Regions from separate parts of the Sus scrofa genome. Here region 1 is linked to region 2. The links are chromatin contacts, called in public Hi-C maps. All regions are on one chromosome and are shown on one strand. Each heading gives the region's core, a stretch centred on a gene start, on an enhancer-like site or on the middle of the called end of the contact. The rest is flanking DNA. Distances are from core to core; before and after follow the strand shown.

The links. A called contact is a pair of places that touch in the nucleus more often than the background predicts.
Region 1: a contact with region 2 is called in a Hi-C map of liver, with 2.5 times the contacts expected there. The contact joins two enhancer-like sites. A contact is called at or near these places in 9 of 47 Hi-C or Micro-C datasets (brain, embryonic fibroblasts, fetal heart ventricle and 5 more) and 1 of 2 datasets of contacts at active chromatin or transcription factors (alveolar macrophages).

Annotation. Positions count from the first base shown.
Region 1 is chr9:10,520,701-10,523,551 of Sscrofa11.1, reverse strand. No RefSeq gene overlaps it. Among named protein-coding and RNA genes, the nearest start is that of THAP12, 45 kb to the left of the region's middle. Within about 2 kb of position 1,446, at least 11 of the 83 cell types and tissues checked have an H3K27ac peak or open chromatin away from gene starts, as enhancers often do. A contact at or near this core is called in alveolar macrophages and liver, where this site is marked.
Region 2 is chr9:10,158,758-10,161,952 of Sscrofa11.1, reverse strand. All of the region lies in intron 6 of UVRAG (UV radiation resistance-associated gene protein), which reads right to left. Among named protein-coding and RNA genes, the nearest start is that of UVRAG, 72 kb to the right of the region's middle. Within about 2 kb of position 1,777, at least 8 of the 83 cell types and tissues checked have an H3K27ac peak or open chromatin away from gene starts, as enhancers often do. A contact at or near this core is called in alveolar macrophages and liver, where this site is marked.

The DNA of each region.
Region 1 (2,851 bases), core at 197-2,696, 360 kb before region 2:
TAACATCACGCAGCAGGCTGGGAGGCCGGGAGGCTCCGCCCGCTCCGCCAAGGCAATGCACACTCACCCAGGACTTGCTTCGTGCCCAAAACCCAGGGGAGCGTGATTCTAAGGCAGAAGATCCTTTCTGTTCAATTACTGTTATTCCCTTCAATAAGTATGCGCCCACGCCTCGCTGGGTGCCGGACTGTTGGTGCATTCAGCGAATATTTACTGGACAGCTTCTCTGTGTCACTTGGCTGAAGTCACTGTCCTTGGGGAGTTCACAGCCTGGTGAGAGAGATGAGGCCAGTGGTGACAGTAATGAGAGTGGGATGACATGGGACGAGCGGTGAAGGGGACAGAAGCATCCTATGGAGTTGCAGGGACCACAGAAGACCCCCGAAGGCGTGGCATTGGAACCTGCCCTCCACAGATGAACTGCCTACTCAGCTCAGCCCCCCAGCATCTCCCAGAATGTTCCTCTCCTGCTGGCATTTCAGGCCTGGCCACTGTTAGGCGAAGCCTTCTGCTGAAAATGACTGCCTTCCTGCCACTAGGGACCTTGGCTTAGGGGCTTTATATGACTCAATGTAAAAATATTGTCATTTGTTTCCGCTGTCGTGGCACAGCGGAAACAAATCTGGCTAGGATCCAGTGGGTTAAGGATCTGGTGTCGCTGTGAGCTGTGGTGTAGGTTGCAGACGCAGCTCAGATCCTGTGTTGCTGTGGCTGTGGCATAGGCCAGAGGCTACAGCGCTGATTCGACCCCTAGCCAGGGACTCTCCATTTGCTGTGGCTGCGGCCCTAGGGGAAAAAAAGCGGCCATAAAAAGACAAAAAAAAAAAAAATTTTTTTAACCTTTAGCTATACATGCACATAATTTAGAAATTCTATAAGGCTTGTAATGGAAAGCAGCAGTCCCTGCCTCAACACACACACACTCAGATCATTTCACACTCTGCAGAGGCAATGACTTTCAATTCTAAATTATTCCCTTATATTGCTACTTCTTGATTTTTTTTTTTTTTTTTTTTTTTTTTTGTTTTAAATACCTTTCTCCAACACACCCACACTTTCTCCTTGCTCCCTCCACAGGCACATCTCCGTCTGTGTTCCCTGCCATCCTGTATAATTGTCACAGTTTCGGTTGGAACCATATTCACTGTTTACATTATTAGGCCGTGTAAATGCTGTTGACACGTGAGCCATGTAATAGTCTATGATTACTTCTTCTTTCCTGCGTCACAATTACAGTTATGTAATCTCCTCTCGGTGTGTTTAAATGTGTTGGATAATGGACCGATTTCATCTTCTTGAAGGAATCCCTTCTAGAGTCTTCCATCCTGTTCCCGTCAGGATGAGTTACTTCCTACTGCACAACCGCTGGCCTGGGGATTCTCCCCCACCTCCTTTGTGGCCTCTTCTCTTCCTTCAATGCCATGACCTCTTCTGTATGGTTTACTCACTCATTTCTGTTGAAACACATCCTCCAGTAGCTTCCTGAGAATGTATGCAGAGAACTTACATGACTCAATATGTCTTTAGGGAGTTCCTGTGGTGGCTCAGTGGTAAGAACCTGACTCGCATCCGTGAGGACGCAGGTTTGATCCCTGACTTGCTCAGTGGGTTAAGAATCCGGCATTGCCGTGAGCTGTGGTGTAGGTTGCAGACACAGCTCAGATCCTGCGTGGCTGTGGCTTGGCTGTGGCTGTGGTGTAGGCCGGCAGCTACAGCTCTGATTCGACCCCTGGCCTGGGAACCTCCATATGCCATGGGTGCAGCCCTAGGGAAAAGAAAAGACCAAAAAAAACCCAAAAACCTTTATTCCATCCACATCTTTGATAGTCACTTGGCTAGGATAGGATTCTGGATGGAAACAGCTTCCCTCAGAATTTTGAAGGCACCTTCCATTGGCTCCTGGTTCCCATCTCGCTATTGAAAAATCCAATGTCGCTATGACGCTCAAGCTGTTGTAGAAAGACTGTTATTTTTTTCCTTCTCTCTGGAAGCTCTTTGTTTGTTTGTTTGTCCTTTTTTTTGCCATTTCTTGGGCTGCTCCCGCGGCATATGGAGGTTCCCAGGCTAGGGGTCTAATCGGAGCTGTAGCTGCCGGTCTACGCCACAGCCACAGCAATGCATGCGATCCAAGCCGCGTCTGCGACCTATACTGCAGCTCATGGCTGGACCCACTGAGCAAGGCCAGGGATCAAACCCGCGACGCCATGGATACTAGTTGGGTTCGTTAACAAATGTTTACTTTATTCCAGTTGTCAGAGTCCCCCCCAGTATAGACAGCCCCTCTTACTCCATCCTGAGAATAGACCTTTCACTTCTACCAGGTGGGAAGGGTGTCTGGGAGTCTGATTGTTCTTAAACAGATTTCCAAACGATTTTCCTGTTTTTAAGCCTCCCCAGCCACCCAATTTCCAGAAATACCTGGGGCCGCCAATTCCTAAACCATTTGGGGGTTTCACAGTGAAAACTGGGCTGCTCTTCAATTTTCTTTACTGCCTCTTTAGGATCCAGGCAGTTACCATTCTTTGTTGGCTGTGCCTGCTTTCCAATAGTTTGATAAATCCCTTTCCTGCTGTTTTAGCTGGTTTCAGGAGAGACCACAGTGTGTGTTCAATTTGCTATCTTTATCCCATTTCAATTTGTAAGTGAACAGCAACCCATGTCAGAGCAGGAATGCTCTGCTGCCAATTTATAGAAGTAAATAGAGTGTAACCAGAATATGGAAGAGCCTGCCCGCAAGGGTGGGGGTGGGGGGGCTTCCCCAGCGGTTCTGTGCATGTTTAGGCCTTTCCTGGCTCTAAAAGTCCAGGCCAGAAGCCACCCGTTGTGATGCTTCCCCAGTCCCCCAAGTATG
Region 2 (3,195 bases), core at 528-3,027:
TGGAGCTGCAGCTGCCAGCCGATGCCACAGCCACAGCAACACAAGATCCACCTACATCACAGCTCACGGCAATGCTGGATCCTTAACCCACTGAGTAAGGCCAGGGTTTGAAACCACGTCCTCATGGATACTAGCTGGGTTAGCTACTGCTGAGCCACAATAAAAACTTCAAGAGATATACTTTAGAAACAAACAAACAAACAAAAAATAGGTTGAAAATGGAAGGATGGATGGGGGAAGAGAGATAAATTAGGCGTTTGGGATTAACATACACCTGCCACTATATATAAAATAGGTAAACAACAAGGATCTACTGCAGAGCATGGGGAGCTATAATCAAATCTTATAATAAATTATAATGGAAAAGAATCTGAAAAAGAACACACACGCACAAACACGCACGCGTGTGTACCTATAACTGACTCACTTTCCTGTACACTTGAACGCAAGACTTTCATAAACAATTAGAAATATTTTTCTTAAAGAAAGAAAATGAAAAGATGGAAAGCTATTCCATGTCAGCAGTAACCAAAAAAGAGCTGGGACAACTATACTAATATATCAGATAAATAGATATTAAGACAAGACATAAAAGTGTTACCAGAAGCAAAAAAAAAAAAAAAAGGATATTATAGCACAAAAAGAGGGTCAGGAAGATATAAATGATTATAAACATATATGCAAACATATTTAACAAAACACATGAAGCCCAAACTGACAAAACTAAAATAGAAAGTAGCTGCAGTCAACATTTCACTTTCAACAATGGGCAGCACAACTATACAAAAGATAAGGAAACAGAACACATGAACACAACTATATAAATCAAGTAGAGCTAAGAGACGTATAAGAACGTTCCACCTGTCAGCAGTCACACACATACCTTTCGCAAGTGCACATGGAACATTCTCCGGGATAGACTGTATGTATGTTCAGCCACAAAACAAGCCTCAACATAGTTCTAAAACACTGAAATCATACAAAGTACCTTTTCTGAACACAAGAGAATGAAACTAGAAACCAGTAACAGAAAGAAATGTGGAAAATTCACAAACGACGAAGTCAACAACACACTCTGAAACGATCAGCGAGTCAAAGCACAAATCACAAGGTAAATTTCTAAAAAATACTTCAAGGAGAATAAAAATGGCAACACAAGCTATCAAAACATATGGGATGCAGGGAAAAAGCGCTCGGGGGAAAATGCACAATTGTAAACATTTATGTTAAAAGAAAAAAGAGCTCAAATCAGTCACCTAATCTTCTGGCTTAAGGAACTAGAAAAAGAACAAACTAAACGAAACTCAAAGCACGGAGGAAGGAAATAATAAAGGCTAGGGCAGAGATCCATAAGAGAGAGAGCACAAAAATCATAGAAAAAAAATCAACAAAACCCAGTTAGTTCTTTGAAAAGGGCAACAAAATTGACCAACCTTAATCTAGACTGACCAAGAAAAGGAGAGAGAAGACTCGAGTCACTAAAATCAGGAATGTACGTGGGAAGGTTGTCACCAATCTTATAGGAAGAAAAAGGATGAGAGAAGAAGACTGTGAACAACTGCAGGCCAACAAGTCAGATAACCTCGATAAAAGTGGAATCAGAAACACAAAGCTCCCCCAAAAGCCTCAGGTCCACAGCTTGTCTAAGGGTTTAGCTCCAAAACTCCATGGTGCTGCTGCCTCCGCATCCATTTTCTTTGACCAAGCAGGCTGCAGGGACCTTAAACCACCATGAGATCCCCTTTCTGGGAAGTGCATGGCCTAGACAGCAGGCTGCAGAGTCACGAGCAAATGTAGTTCCTGTTACAACTTGTGATCAACAGTCTCCTCTGCTTCCCAGCTCCTGTTATGCTTCAAATACCCCTCAGATAAAAATCCCCATGGAGCTTTCCAAAACCCTGCGTTGTGGTCTGAACTGACCAATCCAGCTCTAGCCCAGAAAGCCCAAAGCACCCTGCCCAAAGACTCTAAATAAAGACGTGTTCCAGGTGCTGCATCTCTCTCTCTTCACCCTGCCTTGACCTCCTCGTGAGGCCCCTCAAGGTGTCCCCTGCAATTCCTCCAGGACCCGTGAGTGATAAACTCCATTTCAGTTTCTCTTGCGGTTGCTTGTTGAACCGTGGTTCACCATCCAGCACCCTGGGCTTCCACTTTACAAACATTAATCTAACAGAGTCATAACACAATCGAAAAAGTTAAATCAGTAATCATAAAACTCCCAGCAAAGCAAAGCCGAGAACTACATGATTTGACTGCGAATTCTACCCATGGTTTAAAGATTAAAAATAACACCCATCCTTCTCAAAGTCTTCCGAAAAATGGAAGAGGAGGAAATATTTAACTCCTTCTATGAGACCGGTTTTAGCCTGATACCAAAGGGAGACAATAACATCACAAGAAAATTATAGGCCAATATCCCTTTTATATATATATATATGAAATATATAACGTGTGTTAGAGAGGGAACCGAGGGGGAGGGGGAGGGGGTGTGGTGGTTGGGGAGCTTGGGGTTAATACATGCAAACTATTGCCTTTAGAATGGATTAGCCATGAGATCCTGCTGTGTAACACTGGGAATTATGTCCAATCACTTATGATGGAGCATGATAATGGGCAAAAATACAATGTGTACATGTATGTGTCACTGGGTCACCATGCTGTACAGTAGAAAAAAAATTGTATTGGGGAATTAAAGATTTAAAAATTAATTAATTAAATTTTAAAAAACTCAACAAAATACCCTTGAACAATGAGGATGACCCACACACAGTTAAAAATCCACATGTAACTTTACAGTCTCCTGTATCCATGATTCCATATGCATGGTTCTGCATCCACATATTCAACCACCTGTGCATTGTATAATGCTGTAGTTCAAACTTAATAAAAAAAAAAAACAAAAAAAAACCCTCACATATAGGTAGACCTGCCTAGTTCAAATACATGCTGTTCAAAGGTCAACCGTATTAGCAAAGCTAATCCAGTAGCGTATTAAAAGGCTTATGCCATCTGGCCCAGCAATTTCAGTTCTGGGTATACACCCAAAGAACTGAAAGAAAAAGAGATCTTTGTACGCCCTTGTTCATAGCAGCAATATTCACAGGAGTCAAGAAGTGGAAGCAATCCAAGTGTTCATCAAGAGATGAACAGATAAACAAGATGTGGTGTATTCATACAACAGAATATTATTTAGCC